Regions from separate parts of the Pan troglodytes genome. Here all the other regions are linked to region 4. Evidence: chromatin contacts called from public HiChIP or PLAC-seq data. All regions are on one chromosome and are shown on one strand. Each heading gives the region's core, a stretch centred on a gene start, on an enhancer-like site or on the middle of the called end of the contact. The rest is flanking DNA. Distances are from core to core; before and after follow the strand shown. Region 1 holds the start of TESK1 (testis associated actin remodelling kinase 1). Region 2 holds the start of LOC747332. Region 3 holds the start of LOC104007846 (phospholipid-transporting ATPase FetA-like). Region 4 holds the start of ATOSB (atos homolog B).

Region 1 (2,700 bases), core at 97-2,596, 490 kb after region 4:
TTTAAGCTTACTACAGAAATATCAATACAGTACTTGAGAATTCCTGCAGGACTCAGCCTCGCTTCCTCGAGGAGCTCTCAGCCTGCCTCCGCACTCGAGACGGCAGCTTTCTCTCCCTCCGCCCACCGTTCCGCCGCTAGGTGGCAGGCGGCCCAACGACGCCCTTTTAAACCGTTTGCCCCGGAGTGGCCCGCCGGGATCGCGTGTCACCACCCAACCCTAGCGATGATTGGCTATTTCGCCGAGGCCGGAGGAGGAGCCAGCGGCAGAACCGGAAGCGTCTGGTACGGCGAGTGCACGGAGTCCTGAGACTGCGTGCGCACCCACGCACCGCGCCGACTTAAAGAGGCCAGTTGCAGCCCTTCCTCCGGCCTTAGGGGGCAGACCGTGTTCCTACATGGAGGGCGGAACCCTCACACTGAGGAGGGCTGGGTCACACTGAGGGGAGGAGTCACCTTGAGAGGAGGGGTCACAATGACTAGTGGAGTTCCTCGGAGGTGGGGTCTCACTGCGTGGGAGGAACACAGAGCAAGGGGGTGCAGCACTGAGGGGTTCTGACACACTGACGGTGGCAGTGCCACACTGGGGAAAAGTGCCCCCGAAAGGGAGGTGTCTCACTGAGGAAGGGAGGGGTCTCCGAGGGACAGCGTTCTTTGAGGGGGGTGGGATCTTGCGGAAGGACGGGCTTCCCTGCAGGTGGAGGCTTCTCTCTTAAGAGTCTTTTGGGCAAAGTAGTAAGAGGGAGGTCCCGGCTGGGTGGTCACAGGGCGGAGGACCTGGACTCTCTTCTTTATTGGGAGGCGGCAGGATGAAGTGAGGAGGAGTCGGGGCTAAGCTGGGTATGGGCCGGCCAAAGGCTTCCTATAGCCCCGGGGTATCACAACCTCCCGTGAAGGTAGAAGGTGTTAGGGAGGCCAGAGGTTCAAGGTGTCGGAGTCGAAGAGACCTGGGAAATGGGCAGGCTGGGCCGGGGCGCAGGCCAGGAAGGTGGACAGGTTGCTAGGCTACCTCTGATTGCGGCTGGGCCTGAGGGGCCTTTCTGCCCCGTTGGTCCCTGGAGCCCAGGAATCCGGCAGGTTTCTGAGCCCGATCCTCAACGGACAGTAACCCAGGGAGGAGAGGGGACTCCCTGGGCAGCTAAGCTTCGCATGCGCACCATCAGCCCTTAATTCCCTCCCGTTATTCAAGCTCAGGCCGGAGCTTATTTGACCCGGGCGGCCCAGGGCATCGCGGCCGGAAAGCGGGGAGGCGGGGGTGCGCACCTGAGGGGGCGTGGCCGCTGCCGGGAGGCCGGGCTGGAAGGAGTTAAGCGGAGGCCCGGCCCAGCCCCGCCCCCGGCAGGCCGCGGAGCCTGATCCCCGGCGGCTAAGCGGAGCAGCCGCCGCCCGCCCGCCCGCCCGCCTCCGCCCGCGGCAAGCCAGCCCGCCGGCGCCCCGGAGCGCTGCCGCCACCGTCACCGCCACCGCCCGGTCCAGGCCCAAGCCCAGGCCCTGCGCGGAGCGGAGCGGCGCGGCGTCCACCCGGGCCCAGCCAGCCGGCGCGGCGGGGGCGGGTCCAGGATCTTCGGCGGATCTTCCATTCTCAGGGCGGGAGCCGGAGTCCGGGCGCCCGGGATCGGGCTGGGCCCGCGCCCATGGCAAGCGCGGCCTGTCCGGGCCCTGGGGACCCTGCCATGTGAGGCAGGCCCGGGCTGGGGGCCCGGCCATGGCCGGGGAACGGCCCCCACTGCGGGGCCCTGGGCCCGGGCCTGGAGAGGTGCCGGGGGAGGGGCCCCCGGGGCCGGGGGGCACGGGCGGAGGCCCGGGCCGGGGCCGCCCCTCCTCCTACCGGGCTCTCCGCAGCGCCGTGTCTAGCCTGGCGCGTGTGGACGATTTTCACTGCGCGGAGAAGATCGGGGCCGGCTTCTTCTCTGAGGTCTACAAGGTAGGACCGGCCGAGAGGGCAGAGGGGCGGGACCGAGCCTTCAACCAGAGGCTGAAACTAGGGGGCCGGGAGTGCGGGGAAGAGGGTCCAGACTCCGGCGACCCGCCCGACCTGCCCGGCCCTCGCCGGCTGCTCCTGCCCCCAGGTTCGGCACCGACAGTCAGGGCAAGTCATGGTGCTGAAGATGAACAAGCTCCCCAGTAACCGGGGCAACACACTACGGGAAGTGCAGCTGATGAACCGGCTCAGGCACCCCAACATCCTAAGGTGAGCGGCCCCAGTCTCTGGGCAGCTTGCTGGGCGGGAGAGAAAGGGAAAGATCCCGCGGGAAAAGTGGAACTGAGGAGGAGCTGAGGCCTTTAATAGCCTATCCTTCTATCTTCCCCATCCTCTTGCAGGTTCATGGGGGTCTGTGTGCACCAGGGACAGCTGCACGCTCTTACAGAGGTGAGGATAGGCCAGGAAGGAGGGATCCCCACCCCCCTTCACCCCCAAGGATAAAGGGAGTCAACAGGCCTGGTGGATCTACGGAGGACTAGTGAGAGGCAACAGGATCTCCTCCCAGGGGAGGCTTTCCTGAACTTCCCTTTAGGCAAACCACATATAAAAGGCCTCAACTGCTCTTATTCTCTGTATCCCCTAGAACAGTGCTGTCCAATAGAATTTTCTTCAGTGACGGAAATGTTCTCTATCTGTGCTGTCCAATACAGTAGCCACTAGCCACATGTGGTTAAATTTAAATTATTTTCATTGTTTAGATTTTTTTTGTGGGTCAAC
Region 2 (2,700 bases), core at 94-2,593, 460 kb before region 4:
AGCTGGCAAAGTCCTCGCTCCGAGGAAGGGAGTAACAGGCAGGATTATTTAGTTCTCTTCATATAGGCGACTCACAGTATGGGTTTTTGGGGGTTGGGATTGGGGGAGACAGCCATTGATAGTAACAGGAGGCCTGACACTGATGAGGGGCTTTGACGTGGAAGGGCACCCTTCCAGGGAGGGACGCCCTGTCAGTACGGAACAGAGCCCATGTGGGGAGGGGCGCCCGGCTCGAATGGCGACAGCGGCGGCAGAGTCAGGAGGTCAGTACGGTGGGCTTCGGTTTAAATCTTTAATGCACTGGCTGGCTGGGCAGCGGCGGTGGGGCTGCGGCGGGGGAAGCCACGACCCGAGCGCTGGGGAGTAGGACCCAGGCCGCTGGACAGACAGCTCATCAGGCCTCGCAGAGGCTCCAGCTTCTGCTCCCCGGGGTGCGCCGAGCTGTGGGGCGACCCGACACTGGCATGAGGCGGGGCGGGAGCTACCGGATTCCCCCCGATGGGTCCTCAGAGACTGAGTCCCGTCCATGCCCGGGGCGGGTCCGCGGTATCGCAGCCCCCTCACCTCCGCTCCCTCCGCCACATGCGAAGCCAGGGGAAAAAGTAGAAACAGCCCCAGTAGATCCTGCAGAGAGAGGGCAGAGCCGGGCGGGGCGGGGCGGGGCGGGGCGGGGAGGAGCTGACCCTACAGACTCCGCCCCGCGGTGCCTCGCCCTCGAGGAAGGCTCCGCCCCGCCTCTAAAAGCGGCTCCCTTCGCGCCCACGCCCCTGGGAGGCTCGCCCTGCCCACCCCTCGCCCCCGCAGAACTCCACCCTCCCCCACCCCGGAGCCGCCTGGTTCCTCCTCCGCAGAACCCGCCTCCACTCACTCCTCCTCCGCCTCCAGCGCCACCTCGTATCTCCTCATTCCCGACATGTCCTGGGCTCCGAACGTCTCCTGGGGAGCGGCATGATTGAATCAGGGATTCCCTAGCCCCAGGTCCCCTTCTCCGTCATTCTCAGGACGAGGCTGCCCAGTTCTCAGGTAATCTGAGGCTGATGCCCCCGGGAAGCCTCAGTTGCCACCACGGGACAGGGTGGGCTTGGAGATTTGGGAGGCACTGGAAGTTAAGGGGTGAGGAGGCCGGTCATCTCCGGGGCCTGGGGCATTTAGGGGGCCAGGACGAGAGGTTTGGCGGTCATGGGGCTGGGAGATTTGGGGCCCTGGGTGAGGATTTTCAGGGGCTGGGGTCACCTGGAGGGGGGGCTGAGAGGGGTCAGCGCAGCCTAAACTCCCGCCCTCCCTGGCTCCACCCCGGAAACGGACCGTTACTATTACGTCACAGGGATGCCGTTGCGCACTAGGTTTGCCTGTCCCCCGGAAGGGGTGGGGTGTTCATGTCTCCCAGAGGAGGCGGAGTCGAAACGTCATCTTACGGGGTGAGGCCAGGGGCGGAGTCGGTTGATTAAGATGCGGGCAAAGGACCCTCTTTTATAGGTGTTAAGTCAGGTTTTGGAGCTACACCTTGGGGGGCCGAGGCTTCCGCAGCAGGCAGCAAGAAAAGAGAGTTGGGACTAAGTCCAGTACTGTTTTCTTAATCCCCACGTCTCCTCTACCCCTCCCTGGGCTTCTGCCCTGCCAAGTGCCTCTCTTGCCTGCCTTCCTCCCCTTGTATGACCCTGGGCCGAGGAGGAATAGGTCCTCAGATAGAGTCCAGTCTAGAAAAGGCCAGGCTACGGAAATACCTGGTTGAGTGGCCTCGGCTAAGTCACTGAATGGCCGGAGGGTCATTGCCCTTCCTCTCTGGTCTGAGACCTATCTTCCTGTGATTTTTTTTTTTTTTTTTTTTTTTGCTACATTCATTCAATCAACAAATATTTGCTGAATGACCACCTGTGTGTCAGGCTCTGTGCTGGGCATGGGGATGTAGTAGTAAAGAAGACAGGTGGCCGGGCACGGTGGCTCACGCCTTTAATCCCAGCACTTTGGGAGGCCGAGGTGGGTGGATCACGAGTTCAGGAGTTCAAGACCAGCCTGGCCAAGATGGTGAAACCCCGTCTCTACTAAAAATACAAAAGTTAGCCGGGCGTGGTGGCAGGCGCCTGTAATCCCAGCTACTCGGGAGGCTGAGGCAGAGAATTGCTTGAAACTGGGAGGCGGAGGTTGCTGTGAGCTGAGATCGCACCACTGCACTCCAGCCTGGGCGACAGAGTGAGACTCCGTCTCAAACAAAACAAAACAAAACAACCAACAAACAAGACAGGCACCTTGTCTGCCCTCTGAGAGGTAGGGGTAGAGCTGGGAGGATCAAAAGAGAATAGTGAGATTCTTACTATAAATGGAGCAGGCTGGCTGGAAGAAGTAGAAGGTGTCAAGAAAGGGCAATCAACCCAGTGTAGGAGGTTGGAAATAGCTGCCCCAGACCTCTGACATCCCAGTCAAGGCCCAGTACTGAGCTGTAGTCGGTTTGAGTAAGGGGAAAGACAGTCTTGGGGCTGGGCTGACTGTATAGGAGGGAGTGACCAGAAATAAGTGGGGTGAAAGTTTCCTCTGGTTGAAATGTGAGGAATGGATACCCCTCTTCTCTCCCCCATCCCACCCTCTTTCTCCCTCTCATTCTTGTCTTCCCTTGTCTGAGCCACATACAGATAGCAGACAGAGAGATCCATGGGTGCTAGGTGGTTTTATTGGAAGCACTGCAGTCTGGGAGTTCGGAAGCTA
Region 3 (2,700 bases), core at 116-2,615, 290 kb after region 4:
GACTGTCCTTTATAATGGTAGATTTTGGCCTAATGGTCCTTTGCTGCTTCACACTCCTCCACCCCCATACCTGACAGCCAGTGGGTGAAGCCTAAAGTGGTTCTGGATAAACACCACTGGGCTAACATCCTGTCCTAGACCTGAGACCACCAATCTAATTAACAGAGTCATGGGACCTACGGCACCAGCTTCCTACAAAAGGTCCAAAAGAGTAGCAGGAGAGGTATTCTGGTGAAAACTAGTCCATGCTTCTCTTCCCTTTGTCTAGATCTGTCCTCGCTAGGACAGATCACAGCCTGGGTTGTGAGGACAAGGCAGGGGCCCACTGGGGAGAGGTGTGCCTGCCCGTCTTGGCAGAGGACTGAGGCTGCCACATACAGGACAGAAGATTAGGCTTAGGACTGTACCTTGGACTTTCATTCAGGCTCTATTCGAGGAAGAAGAGCTGCAGTAGAAAGCCCACTCCCAAAGGGGAAGAAATAAGGTAAAAGGCCTCATGGCGTGGAAATGGGAAAAGCTGAAACAAGAAAGATAGTGCTCACCTACTCTCTCAACCTGCACTAACACTACTTGTGGGGCAGGGACTAACGGGGCACCAGACAGGGAACTAGCTCCGTTTCCACTGCTTGCTAAATAAATCCTTAGAGTTCAGTTGCTCATTTAAAAACTTCCTCCTCCCCGCTCCTCTCCCAAGCCAGCCACTTCACATTTCTGCCTCAAAATTACCTCTTGAATCCATTGGGTCGCCTCAAGTTCCCACCACCACAAGAGTCGTGGCAGCTTTTAGGTCCTCATGCCTGAGTTACTGTGATAATCCCCTGCTTCCGTTCTTACCCTGCTCTCTTCACGCACTCCAATATAAAGTCCTTCTCCTATTAAACTATTCAGTGGTCACCCATAGCCTCCAGGCTGAAACTCCAAGACCCTCCAAGATAGCGCAGCCAGCACCGCCCCCCTTGCCCCTATCCTGCAGCTGTTCTAAAGTACTGCCCCGGCAGGTCCCCGACAAGCACTGTGTGCTCCTACCCCTCCGTGCCTGCACATGCTGCTCCCCTTGCTGGAAAATCTGCCAGCCTTTTCCACTGCTTTCTAGGCTCTGCTATCTGGACGCCTCCCCACAGCACTCTACGTATTGTTATAATTTACTTGTCTCTTTCCCCTCATCAGCCTGTGATCTACCCAAAGGCAGGATCTGAGTGTTGTATCTCCATTTCCCCAGCGGCCAGCATAGTTCGGGTACTTCAAAGCCAGATCGGCCCCTAGGGGCCCTCTCCATGGAGAAACGGTGGGTCTGGCACTTGAGGGTAGGGGTGTGGCCAGAGGCGGGCTCATGGGAGATGGGCGTGGTTTGTGGGCGGGGCTCTGCTCTAGGCCGGAACCTGGGTCTCTAGGGCGTCTGCGCAGGAAGGTGCGTTGAGATGGCAGTTGCCGGAGTTGGAGGCCGGGAGGCGACGGTGAGCAAGAGGCTCCCAAAGTGGGTGCCCGAGTAGAAGTTATCGCCTTCTCCCTCCCAATATTCCTTGAAGAGAGACTCTGTCCCCTCTCAGTATTTCCAGTAGCTGTCTATCCTTATACTTTCTTGAGACAACTCCCCATATTCGAGTATACTGGTTTTCCAGACACTCCCACAGAGGACATATTTGTCGAGATTATCTAAGGAAGGGGGGCTTTATCCCCCATGTAACTCCTAAAGGGCACATATTTTTCCAGTTATTTCATGAAGAGATACCCCCAAACCTCCAGCAATTGCACATTCTTGTTAACTCAGGGAGTTTTCCACTTTTCCAGCACTATGCAGATTCTCTAAGAAGTCATAATCCTTGTCCCATACTTGATCTGAAGTGGCACGTTTGCTATCATTCCCTCCCACTCTTTGGCATAGGATACCTACTCTAGAGGGAAGAGTCAAACTCTGGCTGGCTACCCATGGCTTCAGCAAGCTTTCAGATTTGAATTAGCCGCTAATTTCTGTAGGCTATATCTAATCAGAATTAGAACAGAAGTACCTTTAACAATGGACTTTTAAGAAAGAAAAATCACATCTTTCAGCCTAAGTTGTCGCCGTCGTATTCATTGTGAATATTCGGACTAACTCCCTGAATAATCCTCCCAAGCCCAGAAGCAGACAGGCAAAGTTGAAGAAGCAACAAATAGTGGAGATGGTATTGAAGTAGGAGTCAGAAGATTGGGCCCAGTTCTGCTACATTCTAGTCAGGAGATGACCTTTAACTTCTCAGAGCCTCAATAACTTGAATCTGTTATCTAGGACTAATAACTCCTGCCATGTCTACCTCAGAGGGATCAAATGGGCTCATATATATGAAAGCACTTTGAAAACTATACATTTTCTCTAAGTGTATAGGGGATTATTATAAATGATCCTCTGAGTTCTAATTAACTTCCAAGGAATTTGTCTTGCTTGGTACTAGGTTCAAATGCAACAGATATTTTTTGAGCGCTTACTATGTGCCAGGTATTCATCTAGACATGAGGCCTAGCATTGAACCAAAAGAGACAAAAACCCCTTATAAATTTAAGAATGAGTCGTCAGCATATTAAGTGCCTACTCATTACCCAGTGCAGCGTCAAAGCATGGTGAAGTAGTAGGAAGAATCTGTATTCTAGATTTAACTCTGCCACTATATAGCTGTGTGAGAAAGATTTTTTCCCTGTGTGAGCCTGAACTTCCTCATCTGTAAA
Region 4 (2,700 bases), core at 122-2,621:
GCAGGGCAGGGCGGGGGAGGGGGGAGACAGAGACCAAGGCCGGCTCTGGGAGGAACAGGAACTAGGATGGGGGGTTGACAGGAACCCAGCGGGGGAAGGGTCCCCCGGGACCTCAGCTTAGGGAAGAAACCCCAGTCTCAGCTGGACAGATCCAAAATAGACTGAGGAGACATTCACACAAGCCCTAGTGACAAGCAGGGTCTGACTCCTCTCTGAGTGCCCAGGCCAGAAGGCGGAGTTAAAAGCTGAGCAGACAGGAGTGCAATAGATTGGCCTCTTCACCCCACTAACCCCAACACCCTTGCTCTTAGAACCCAGAACACAAGTGTCTTCCTGGAGTTACTACAATGCCCTAAACTGTTACTTTGTCAAAGTACTGGGGGTTCTGTTCTCCTGCCTCAAGTTGGGCCTACAACCCCTTCCCCTAGATAGTGCCCGCAGACCCTCCGACACCGCTACACTCCTTCTCCATTAAACAGCCCCCCCTTCCTTCAAAGCGCCTCCATGTCCCCTGCCCCTCATGTACCTCCTCCAATCCCCCACATCAGACAGAGACAGCCCCCTCACAGTGTACCTCGCAACCCCCCCACAACAAAGCGCTCCCGCCCTTCCCCCATAGAGGCCTCTGGAGAATGCACCTTGTTGCCCACCAGTTGAGTCCCCAACTGCTCCCGCGACTTCGTATCTTCCCTCAACACACAGCAGTCTCCAGATCTTCTGCAAAGCGCACCCCCATCCGCGTCCCTTCTTCCACGCTCACCCTGCCCCACACCTGTAGTTCCGTGGGTCCCGTTGCACTTGGGGACGTGGTAGTGGTTGGGGCAGTTACTGAGCAGCCCTAGCTGTAGCCTCCGTCTGCAAACCTCGCCCCTTCAGTCCGAGCCCCGCCCCCGCAACGCCCGGGCCCACCCTCTCCCTTGTCCCACCTTCCACCTTCTGCGGACTTGTCCCTTTCCTCGTTTAATTTCTCGAGCTCCTCCCCTGTAGCCCGGGCCCCGCCCCCTTCTGACCTCGCACCTCCTTCGCGTTTTCTTTGCATTTCCCCAGGATCCTCAGCTTTTCCCAGGCCCCACCCCCGATCCCCGCCTCCTCTCGGTCTCTCCGCCTTTCACCAGGACCCGCCCCCTCGGATTCCAGCCTGGCAGAAGTCGCGCCAGGACCCTTCCACCACGATCCCCCTCCCATCTCAGAGCCCCTCCTCCTTCCGCCCCTTCTCCCTCACGCCTCACCCGGGCGGTCGCACTCCAACCAGGATCCGCTGGCTCTGATTGGCGGTGGCGGCCCCAATGGAGGAAGGAGGAGACAAAGTGATGGCCGCGGGTCGCCTGAGGTCCCACCCCGGCCACGTGCGGCTTCTGTGATGACAAGTCTAGAGGGGCGGGGCCTCGGCCGGCAGGCTGCTAGCCTGAGCGGAGCGGATCAGGGCAGAGGTGGGGAGATGGAGCCAGGGCCGAAGCCACCAGCCTGAGGGCTCTGAGCCAGGTTGGGGCTATCTCGCTGTTTTCGCACCGGTGTGAGCTGCCGCCGGAACTCGAACCTCTTTGTAGGGATGTCTGGGTGGGCGCGTGCATTTGCACTAATAGGGGAGGTCCGTAGGGATTGCAAGGTAGTGCAAGGAATCTCAGGGGTCTGTGAAAATGAGGGAATCTGGGCGGTGGGGTTCAGGTCTGCGAGGTTGAGCAGTTTCTGAAGCCTACGCTGTGCAGGCGGGTGTGGGTTCTGGGATGGGATGGACAGTAGGAGTCAGATCTGTACCTACTGAGGCAGGTCAGCGAGATCTGTGAATTTTACGAGATGAGTGTTGATATGGAGTTAGGAGGGCCTGCAATTGCTGGAGAAAAGTGAGGCCTTTCCCTTGTACAGGTGTCTAATGAACTGCATGACAGTTACATATGTTCTGTAATTTAAGCGGCGCCCTCTCCCACCTCTCCCCAGGAGATACAATAAGGGAGGGCGACGCTTCCCAGACACCGGTAGATGGCAGCACAGGACACTTGCAGAACTGAGACAGCCCAGCTCAGCGCCAATCTGTGGCCTCTCCGAGGAGCGGACCGTTTGGGTCTGGATTTGATCAAGTTCTACAAAAGTCACATTCTTTTTTATTTTTTTTGAGACGGCGTCTCGCTCTTTCGCCCAAACTGGAGTGCAGTGGTGCGATCTCGGCTCACTGCAACCTCCGCCTACTGGGTTCAAGCAATTCTCCTGCCTCAGCCTTCAGAGTAGCTGGGATTACAGGCGCGCGCCACCAGGCCGGGCTAATTTTCGTATTTTTGGTAGAGACAGGTTTCACCATGTTGGCCAGACTGGTCTCAAATTCCTGACCTCAAGCGATCCGCCCGCCTCGGCTGCCCAAAGTGCTGGGATTACTGGCGTGAGCCACAGCACCCGGCCAAATCTCAGATTCTTTAGGCTCTGTGACTTTGTCAGTAGTTAACTTAAACTGGTTTACTCAACGTCAGTGGTGTGGAAGCGCAAAAAAAAGAAAGAAAAAAGTATTTTCTCTGGCCATAAGGAACTTATTATTTAGACAGTGATACAAATGCCTACATAATCCCAGAAGGGTAAACTAAGAAAGGTTTCGTGTAGTGGGAAAACCACAGAGTTTGAAGTCATCTAAACTTCTTCAACTTCAACTTCAAACTTCAACTTATGGGTTCAACTTATGAGTTTGTCTCATACCTTTGAGTATTTACTAGCTGT

Evidence for each region. HiChIP or PLAC-seq counts read pairs in DNA pulled down with a chosen protein or histone mark.
Region 1: an H3K4me3 HiChIP or PLAC-seq map of stem cell-derived excitatory neurons shows a contact between it and region 4, with 5 times the contacts expected there. The contact joins the promoter of TESK1 here to the promoter of ATOSB in region 4. A contact is called at or near these places in 1 of 7 Hi-C or Micro-C datasets (stem cell-derived neural progenitor cells) and 1 of 1 datasets of contacts at active chromatin or transcription factors (stem cell-derived excitatory neurons).
Region 2: an H3K4me3 HiChIP or PLAC-seq map of stem cell-derived excitatory neurons shows a contact between it and region 4, with 6 times the contacts expected there. The contact joins the promoter of LOC747332 here to the promoter of ATOSB in region 4. A contact is called at or near these places in 1 of 7 Hi-C or Micro-C datasets (stem cell-derived neural progenitor cells) and 1 of 1 datasets of contacts at active chromatin or transcription factors (stem cell-derived excitatory neurons).
Region 3: a contact with region 4 is called in an H3K4me3 HiChIP or PLAC-seq map of stem cell-derived excitatory neurons, with 3 times the contacts expected there. The contact joins the promoter of LOC104007846 here to the promoter of ATOSB in region 4. A contact is called at or near these places in 1 of 7 Hi-C or Micro-C datasets (induced pluripotent stem cells) and 1 of 1 datasets of contacts at active chromatin or transcription factors (stem cell-derived excitatory neurons).

Annotation. Positions count from the first base shown.
Region 1 is chr11:80,378,205-80,380,904 of NHGRI_mPanTro3-v2.0_pri, reverse strand. It overlaps TESK1 (testis associated actin remodelling kinase 1), which reads left to right and starts at 1,346. Exons shown (of 10, transcript XM_054658822.1): 1 at 1,346-1,923; 2 at 2,069-2,190; 3 at 2,322-2,370. The coding sequence starts at 1,705.
Region 2 is chr11:81,330,758-81,333,457 of NHGRI_mPanTro3-v2.0_pri, reverse strand. LOC747332 reads right to left here and starts at 1,343. Exons shown (of 4, transcript XM_024345621.3): 1 at 1,234-1,343; 2 at 869-936; 3 at 565-624; 4 at 279-441. The coding sequence starts at 915. The coding sequence ends at 285.
Region 3 is chr11:80,578,754-80,581,453 of NHGRI_mPanTro3-v2.0_pri, reverse strand. It overlaps LOC104007846 (phospholipid-transporting ATPase FetA-like), which reads left to right and starts at 1,365. Exons shown (of 21, transcript XM_016960478.3): 1 at 1,365-1,454.
Region 4 is chr11:80,868,848-80,871,547 of NHGRI_mPanTro3-v2.0_pri, reverse strand. ATOSB (atos homolog B) reads right to left here and starts at 1,371. Exons shown (of 9, transcript XM_009456558.4): 1 at 1,230-1,371.